Regions from separate parts of the Macaca mulatta genome. Here region 2 is linked to region 1. A link is a contact called in public Hi-C data. All regions are on one chromosome and are shown on one strand. Each heading gives the region's core, a stretch centred on a gene start, on an enhancer-like site or on the middle of the called end of the contact. The rest is flanking DNA. Distances are from core to core; before and after follow the strand shown.

Region 1 (4,625 bases), core at 1,059-3,558:
AATCATACATGTAATCAAAAATAATAATATGCTATTAAATATTTTGAGATTCGATGAGGAAGAAAAGTGTAAATGAGTGAAATCCATCTTCCACATGAAGATATTTGACATAATCTCCTTGTCTTCCTATTTGCCTGCAAATCCCACCTCAGACTGTCACCTGCTCTATGGAACATTTCCAGCCACCTGATATTCTCATTGGGTTACAGTACATAATAACTGCATGCTCCTAAGGACAATTCTTTTTTTTTTTTTTTTTGAGACGAAGTCTCGCTCTGTCGCCCAGGCTGGAGTGCCGTGGGGCGATCTCGGCTCACCGCAAGCTCCGCCTCCCGGGTTCCCGCCATTCTCCTGCCTCAGCCTCCGGAGTAGCTGGGACTACAGGCGCCGCCATCGCGCCCGGCTAATTTTTTGTATTTTTAGTAGAGACGGGGTTTCATCGTGTTAGCCAGGATGGCCTCGATCTCCGGACCTCGCGATCCACCCGCCTCGGCCTCCCAAAGTGCTGGGATTACAGGCGTAATCTATCCAGCCAGCAATACATTTTGGGGGTTGTATTAGGCAGTTCTTACATTGCTCTAAGGAAATACTTGAGACTGGTTAATGTATAAAGAAAATAGATTTGATTGGCTCACGATTTCACGAGTCTTCAGGCTTTACCAGAAGCATGGTGGAGCATCTGCTTGGCTTCGGAGGTGGCCTCAGGAAGCTTTCAATCATGGCGGAAAGTGAAGGGGGCGCTACGCCTTCGCACGGCGAAAACAGAGGCAAGCGAGAGACAGGAAGTGGAGGAGGTGTGTCCTTTTAAAATGAGCAGGTCTCTGGAGAACTCACGCCGGACGACAGCACGAACTCATGAGCGATCCGCCCCCATGATCCAAACACCTCCCACCAGGCCCCACCTCCAGCTTTGAGGATTACAATTCAACATGAGATTTGGGCAGGGACTAATATCCAAACTATATCAAGGGTCTTGATGGTTTATTCTATCCTACGCTCTGTTTTAAATTCTAAATAGAAACTATAAAAAAGCATGCCATACCTGAGTGCTCTTCACATGAATCTGACTCTTTTTTAAGAGAGAGAAAGAATTAAAGATCTGTTTACAAAATTAAGAAAGAAATTACGTCGGTGATAAGTACTATGAAAAGACATATATAGGGGGCTGGAAGGGTATAGATTCACAGAAGTAGACTTGGTTTGGGAATGGTGGGAGTGGGGGTGTATGAGTTGCTGTCTGAAGTATGATAGACAGTACCTTGGCCAAGCAGGGCAGTGTGGAGCGAAGGGCATGGTGTGAGAAGCCTGATGCCAGGCAGGAAGGAGTATGCTGTGCTGAAGAGAAACTCTGCAGGCTCCATGGCGTTGCAATGCGGGCAGTGAGGAGACAAGAAGCTAAAGAGGACCCTGGAGCAGGAAGGAGGGGAAAGGGGACCCTGGTGCAGAGGTAGGAACTGCAGCTTACAGAGCCTTGCAGTCATAGTATGGAGTTTGTCTTCCTTAGAAGAGAACAGAGCAGCCACTCCCAGAGCAAACCTCAATGAGATTTCTTTGTGAATAGATCAGGGGTGAATGAACTGCAGCCTGTGGGCCAAGTCCAGCCTCCTACCTGCTTTTATAAATACCCTTTTACTAGAACACAGCCACACTCCTTTGTTTGCTTATTATCTGTGGCTGCCTTCATACTATCATGGCAGAGTAGTTGCACCAGAGATCGTATGGGCTGCAAAGCCTAAAATATGTATTATTTTGCCATTTACAAAAAAAAATAGTTGTTGGACCCTGGAATAGATCAATCTATAAACGATGCAGAGAACTGTTCCTGCTTTTATGCTTGCACGTTGTGTGCTAAGATCATTCGTATCCTTATTTCTCTCTCCCATTATTAGACTGTGGGCTCCTTTAGGACAGGGACAGAGCGTATTCAGTTCATTTGGGTTTTTCTAACTCCTAATACAGTATTGCTACAATGATCCATGGGTTTATGAAGTCCAGTTTGCTCATTCTGCTTATGAATTATCTAGTCCCGCTGCCAATTTAACTGATTTGGAAATTTAAAGCAAAGAAGGTTGAGTGACCCTCTTTAAAGCCCCAGCAACTGAGTATCGACATTGGGTCTCAAACCTAGGTCTCTTGACTCTTAATCCTGCTGTCTTTGTTCTTACTGTAATTCAGCTGTTCAAATTAGTTTAAAAATAAGCAATAATGTGAACATTAGTAGAACCAAGAGAGTGGAGATATGTAACTACTTATAGAGTCATTCTTTTATAGGCATGATGACTCATTTATGTGGAAAATGTGCCCAGGAGCTCTGTCTAAATCTGTGTTCTAGTCATCTCTATCGAACAGAAGTTTGTGCATTATCTTAGGAAGCCAGCCTCAATGAATCTCCCTAGAAAGCTTTGGAGATTCTGCGAGGAGTCCTCCATGGAGGTCAGAGATACAGAAAGCTTCATATTGCTATTCCATACGCCTGTTCACCCTTCCTATTAAGAGGCTGGAAATATAATTAGAAGACAAGCACCACAGATGCTGCAGTTTACAATATCCAGAAGAAACTGCCGAAATGGGTAAGACATGAAAGGATAATTTTGCTTATACAAAATAGCAGACTGCAAACTAAAACCAAGAAAAACAAACAGGCAGATGGGAAGAGTGGAGAAGGCACTGGCACAGCTGTGAGCAGGATTTAGACACCCAGATGCAACATAATTTGGGGGGAGGGGTGGGAGAGGAAGAGCATCTGAAAGAAAATTAGAATCACAAAAGATGCTGAAGAATAATGAGTTTCTCATCTCTCCAACTGCAGGTTAAACTTTTTCACCACCTCCTAATACCGTGGTTGCTGAAAGTTGTTTCCTGGGGGATGGAAGAAGAGGACTCTAGGACAGAAAAGATAAATAGACGTCATGCCTAGCAAAGAAGGCAGCAGCAGTAAAATCAACAGCTATGATTGCGATGGAAGAAGAAAGACATAACCGTTACCCAGAAGAGGGTGGATAGTAGTGTTTAGTTTTATTATTAGCAGCACCATTTACATAGCAGCACATGTGCATGCCTGCCTGTCCAGATAGGCTATGGACTTGGGATGGGACAAGAGAGGGTCATTGCTTACGGAGCTTCTACTAGGCGGTAGCCACTATGATGGAAACTACACATATCATCTTCATTAATATCCCCTTTCCCACAACAGCAACAAATTTAAAAAAAATCAATGATGTATTTGTTTTTCCTGTTTTGAGAGGATTAAGAAACTAAAGAACCAAGGGGTAGGAGCCAGAATTTAAATTTAGATCTTTATGATGCCCTAGAGGGTATTCCTCAACCACTTAAGTACAAACACAAAGCAAAGTCATCAGAAAAAAAACATTTCTGTTATGTAAAATCAAACGTAACACCAAAAGGGAGCAGCAATATGTTCTTTAGCAAATTGTGACTCAGAAAAGAAGAAGCTTCTGTCGGCCAAGGGAGATTCAGCAACTGGGTGCTTAGCTCTGCCATGCCACAAAAGCACCTCTTCGTTTCTCTAAAAGTACTTAAAAAAAAAAAAAACCTGACCGTTTATGCATTTTTACTCTCACTATGTTGTGAGCCCCTGCAGGACAGAAATTGGACATTACTCATCCATTTATGCCCAGAACCCGGTAAAAAGCCTAGCCCTGCATAGGGTTACTATGGTTGGACTCTAGGAGTCCCCACTTACACTGGTGTTAATGTGAGTGATGGAGGCAGTGCTGTACTCCATAGAAGGCCCACAGAGAGCAGGTGTTCCCTAAATGATGACAGAGGGATGGGCTTGTTTCAGCCAGCCAGCTTCTAAGAAGTTTCCAGTGAAAATGAACTGCTCCTTCTCCTACATTTTCAGGGCATTCTCTTTAGTACGCACCTTTCCCCCTTCCTCCAACCCACCACATTCTCATCACAGTTCTGTGTATCAGGATGATGTTTATCCCTAAAGCTATTTATGGGCATGACTGGATTTTATCTTAGCTTCCTTGAAGTGGCCCGGTCGAGTGACATAAGTCTATATTTTAAACAAAATAATGTGCTTCTTTCTAAAACAAGATTTTTTAATCTATAAAGTATAGCTCATAAACCCCTTTCACACATAATCTATGCTAAGTAATATCTTTTTCTTTATTATCTATTTCATTCTTCCCTCCTGGTGGGCACACCATGAGGGAGTTCTTTGAATGGGTCTGTCAACTGTTTCCCAGTGGCAATGGGGCCACACTGCCTGTTACTGCAAAAAAATGAGGTAGAGTTCCCATATCTTGGAGGATATATCTCTTCATGGGAAGAGAAAAAAAATCATAGCTCCGCATTCCACCTCATGGGCTGTTTCCACCAGCTATTTTGGGGAAAGGGAAAGCCAGCCTCACAACACTTTCCCCAGAGAAAAGATGCCAATCTCAACGTTAACCATTAGGAAACATCATTAAAGCAGATGAGAAATGGGCTGCGGACATTTTTATGAGCCCAAAATACTCTGCTTGGAGGTTTTATGGAGACCACAGGAAGCCAGAGAGACAATGACATCCATACCCTTTTTTTAGAGTCTGCTGAGCTGGGGAACAATCTTTGTACTCCATAGAGTGTGTTTTTGCAAGTGTAAATTACCATTG
Region 2 (4,625 bases), core at 967-3,466, 210 kb before region 1:
ATGACTCATAGGGCTATTTCAAGGTTCATGAAGACAGGAAATATATTTTTTAAATCACTGTATCTTCATATCCAATGTCTGGCACATAGTAGGTTTCAATAAATATTTGCTCTGGATTAGTTCAAGGTAATAAAAATCACATTTTCTGGGAAAACTCCCTGAGGTTCAGGAAAAGTCATTCCCTCCTCCATACTCCCTTGAGGCCTTGATATTCTAATTGCCACATTGTTACACAATGAAATTATTTGTTTCCCAGTCTTTCTGCGGGGCTAGACCCTGCGCTCTGGGGTGGCAGAGACCAGATCTTACTCATATTGGATCCCTAACACTCAGCACAGAGCCCGGCTTATAGTAAGCCTTCATAGATTTCCTGGAATTGAAAATATAATTCTAAAGCAACCACATGAGGTGAGCAGGGCGGGTACTGTGCTTCTCATCTTACAGATGAAGAAACAGGGACCTAGGGAGAAAAAACAATGTCTTCACCCAATTTCCATTTGAAATCAGAGGCCCAGCCAGGGCTAGCATAAAGGTCTCCCAACCCCTAATTATTACAAAGCTCTCTTGGCCACTGCATAGAGGAGGCTAGGCACCTCTCTTTCTGACTCAACAGCAGAGGTTGCTTCCTAACACAAGCACAGAGTCTGTTCCTAACACAGGCCACATGACTTCCTGGGGTAAGACTGGATTAGGGGACCCTGCTCCGCCAGTGGTCCTGGTGATCGCCTAGGGAAATAAATCTATTCTCCTGGGATCTGGGATTGAATCCTAGGCAGGTTTGTGGAGAGTAGGATAGTGAGATGGGCTGAAAGGCACGGGGGCCACTTCTTAACTTTCCTTTTAACTCTGTGCTGCCGGGTGGCAGCTTGATAGTCAGTGGCCTTTCCATCTCTGGCCACATTCCCAGGACTCCTGATCGTTAGAGTGACTGTTGTCCCAAGTGGACATAATTATAAATAGCTCCCTTCTTTTACTGAAAGTGTCCTACAGTGGGCAATAAATAATGTAGTCCCCTCCTCCAGTGGAAAATATACTACACGCATGCAAAAGCTCAGAGGGCTCTAGGAGTCGTTCCAACTCCCCTTTCTCAGTTCCTTGAGATTTTTTTTTTTTTTTTAAGTTTGTCCTCTACTAGATTGCTTCTCATTCACCAGGATATCTTAGATCAAGGCTGGCGTTTGAAGCCTCTGCCTGAGTTCAAGCCCCTTTCCTCCTGTGTTCCTGTCCAAGCCCGCGGACTGGAATCTCCCAAGGAAGTTAAGAATAATTCGGGGGGTGGCGAAGGGGGGTGGTGGTGGCGAGGTGGGGGAGGAGGAACTGCAGCCTTCACCTGGCTAACACAAGAGGACTCAGGATGCCCAGCACCCTGGATGGGACCCAACAGCGCTCCCTGGAGGTGTGGGTGCAAGGTTTTGTCTAGCTTGGCCTCCAAGGCCCTCCAGGCAATCAATGCCTTGGGAAGGGAAGAATTCGTGATTGGATTTGACCTGAGTCAAAAGATGCCTTCAGTTCCTCTTCTGCTGAAAATATTAGAAATACAAGCCCAAGGTGTGGGGTCGGGGGCAAGCGGTGGCACCAACTAAAAGGAAGCAATGGATTTCCTTTTAAATGGAGAGGAGGATGTCGGAGAGATACCATGAAACGAATTCTCGAAACTCCAGGCAGCAATACCGATGCAAGCACATTCCTCCAAAACAAAGCTCCTCGTTCAGGGCCACATCTTAGCCTGGGGGCCGAATGCTCAGAGCGTGCCTGGCTTTCTGGGGAAAAGCGCCAGGAGTATGAACGAGCTACGGAGTCGGCGCTGCGGGAGCAGATTGTGGGGGGACGGCTTCGGAGCCGCTGCTGTTGCGGGGCGCGCAGCCGAGACCCAGCGTGCTGCGCCCGGGGCCCCGGGCCGCGGAAGGATATTTCACTTTGTTTACCTCCCCGGCCGGGTGAGGGAGCTGCGAGGCCGGTGCTGGCGCCCCCGGCACCGAGCTGCAATGGCAGCGGCGCGGGGAGCCGCCCGAGGACTGGCAGCGGCGGGGCTGATTGATGGGCGCCCGGCGCAATGAGGGGGGCCCGGGCGGGGGCGGGGCGGGGCCGGCTCTGGGCTGAGCCAGTCGCGGGGGCGGCGGGGGGGCGGAGGCTCCGTGGAAATGTGTCGGTGACATTGAATGGGGAGACCGAGCGCGAGCGAGGCGCGCGCGCGCACACGCGCACACACGGCCCCGCTCGCTCCGAGATCCCCGGCCACGTAAGTAACTATTAATACCGCCTCGCCGGGGGATGCGGGCGTGCTGAGCGCGGGGATTGGCCTCGGGCACCGTCGGCCGTCCCCTTTAATTTTTAAATACACGGTCCCCTCTTTTCTCTGGGGGGGGGCAAGCAAGAAATCAAAGAAGGAGGAGACAAGCCGTCAATTTTCTTCAAAACAAACCCCACCGGGCAATTTGGGCTCGGGGTAGTGGGAGACGGAGTGGTTGCAAATTATTCCAAGACGAGATCCAGTTCTCCAGCGGGAGAGGGGCAAAGGAACGCTGCGCGTTGGAAGGGCCGGGGACGCAGCTCCCATTGCAGCGCCCGCAGGACCCCCGCAAGCTCGTGCCGGCGAAATCGGAGACCGCCGATCTGTGCTTATTCTCTCTTGCACGTCTGGCTGCATTCGGAGGAAGACCCAGGGCGCAAGCGAGCGGCGACAGCATGAGCCTGTGCTGACCTCCGCGCGGCGGGCCGAGCCCAGGGCTTTGTCGCGGTACCTGCGCCCAGCCCGCGCCGCAACTCTGTGCCCGGCTTTTGCAATCTTTTGTTGGCAGCGCTGACCGCTCCAAGTTAAATGCTCCCTTGCTATTTTTCTTTTTTTTGTTTGTTTGTTTAATTTTTGGAGAGCTCGCGATCTTGGAAAAGCCTCAGACGCCATCTACAGTTAAAACGTAGGTAACTGCCCTCTCTCGCACCCCCCCCTTCCACGCCCCCCACCCTTTCCACCAAAAAAAGGGGGTGCAGCGCGGATTCTGGCTGCCGTGCGTCGCCAGCCGGTAGACCCGTGCTTGTTTCCTTTCTCTTTTTGTTTGACTTCTAACGCGTTGGGACTGAGCCGCCGCCGTGAGCGCCCCGAAGACTGCACAAACTACCGCGGGCTCCTCCGCCCCGTCTGCGATTCGGAAGCCGGCCTGGGGGTCGCGTCGGGAGCCCTGGCGCTGCAGCTCAGCACCCTAGCAGCCCGGGTACTCATCCAGATCCACGCTGGGGACACACACACAGAGTAACTAAAAGTGCGGCGATTCTGCACATCGCCGACTGCTTTGGGGTAACAAAAGGACCCGAGTTGCCTGCCGACCAAGGACCCCCGGGAGCCGGGCTCGGAGCAGACAAGGTATCCGGCGGCGCCCATTTGGGGGCTTCTAACTCTTTCTCCACGCAGTCCCTCTCCTGTCCCCTCCCCTCTCGCTCCCTTTTAAAATCAGTGGCACCGAGGCGCCTGCAGCCGCACTCGCCAGCGACTCATCTCTCCGGCGGGTTTTTTTTGTTTGTCGTGTGCGATCCTCACACTCATGAACATACACAGGTCTACCCCCATCACAATAGCGAGATATGGGAGATCGCGGAACAAAACCCAGGATTTCGAAGAGTTGTCGTCTATAAGGTCCGCGGAGCCCAGCCAGAGTTTCAGCCCGAACCTCGGCTCCCCGAGCCCGCCCGAGACTCCGAACTTGTCGCATTGCGTTTCTTGCATCGGGAAATACTTATTGTTGGAACCTCTGGAGGGAGACCACGTTTTTCGTGCCGTGCATCTGCACAGCGGAGAGGAGCTGGTGTGCAAGGTAAAGGGCCAGGGGGTTGCTTTTTGTCTTTGGAAGGGGCCCGTGGGAGCGGGAGGGCGCCAGGCCCTCGAGTCTGGGAGAGGCAGATTCGCGGGATAATTACCGTGGCCTTATTAAATGGGTTTATTTATTTATTTGCTCAGGTTCGATAAGTTGCGAAGTTTTTAGACCGTTTCAGACAATGGGGCGGGCTGCAGTGGGGGCGTTTCGGGGAGAGCCCGGGGAGGGGAGGGCGGCGGGACTGCGCGGGGGCCACGGACACGCGTGCACCGAAGGCTCCAGGAGCTCTCTGCGCGAGGCCGGGTCCCGCTGCCCGGGGGGATTTCTTCCTGTGTCTAGCACCCTCCCCTTCCAGCAAGGATTAGGGAATCCCCCGGTAGTTTTAAGACTGATGACTCCGTTCCTTTCGCAGCCATTGTTCTTAGCAGCGGGCAGGTGTTAAACCTTTGTTCCGAAGGTGCCCTTTAAAACAGACACACAAAGGTGCCCCCTCCGGCCGAGCCCAGGGGCCCAGCGCAGGGAAGGAGTTTACAGAGACCTTTCTTCTGCCTGGAGCCTTGAGAGGAGGGTTGGGGTGGAAATCAAAGCCGGAGCACTTTCTGGTGAATAGTGAATGCTTTGGGTCTTTCTCTCTGGTCTTGGTCTCTCTCCCCATCTCTAGACTTCCCTGCCTGCTCATCCCCCCTTTTCCGTTCCCCCCTGAACACACACCTTTGCCTGTAAGGTTAAGGAGCTCCCATTTGGAGCCCCCAGGGATCCGCAGTGGTAATACCACTGCGATGGACACTTAGGTTTCCTTTTTTGTCTTTAACCCTCAAC

The links. A called contact is a pair of places that touch in the nucleus more often than the background predicts.
Region 2: a contact with region 1 is called in a Hi-C map of blood, with 5 times the contacts expected there. The contact joins the promoter of TRIB2 here to the enhancer-like site in region 1. A contact is called at or near these places in 7 of 14 Hi-C or Micro-C datasets (CD4 T cells, blood, cortical neurons and 4 more).

The regions. Positions count from the first base shown.
Region 1 is chr13:111,920,039-111,924,663 of T2T-MMU8v2.0, reverse strand. No RefSeq gene overlaps it. Among named protein-coding and RNA genes, the nearest start is that of TRIB2, 210 kb to the left of the region's middle. Within about 2 kb of position 2,308, at least 5 of the 40 cell types and tissues checked have an H3K27ac peak or open chromatin away from gene starts, as enhancers often do. A contact at or near this core is called in cortical neurons, where this site is marked.
Region 2 is chr13:112,129,349-112,133,973 of T2T-MMU8v2.0, reverse strand. It overlaps TRIB2 (tribbles pseudokinase 2), which reads left to right and starts at 2,216. Exons shown (of 4, transcript XM_015111742.3): 1 at 2,216-3,358; 2 at 3,551-3,806.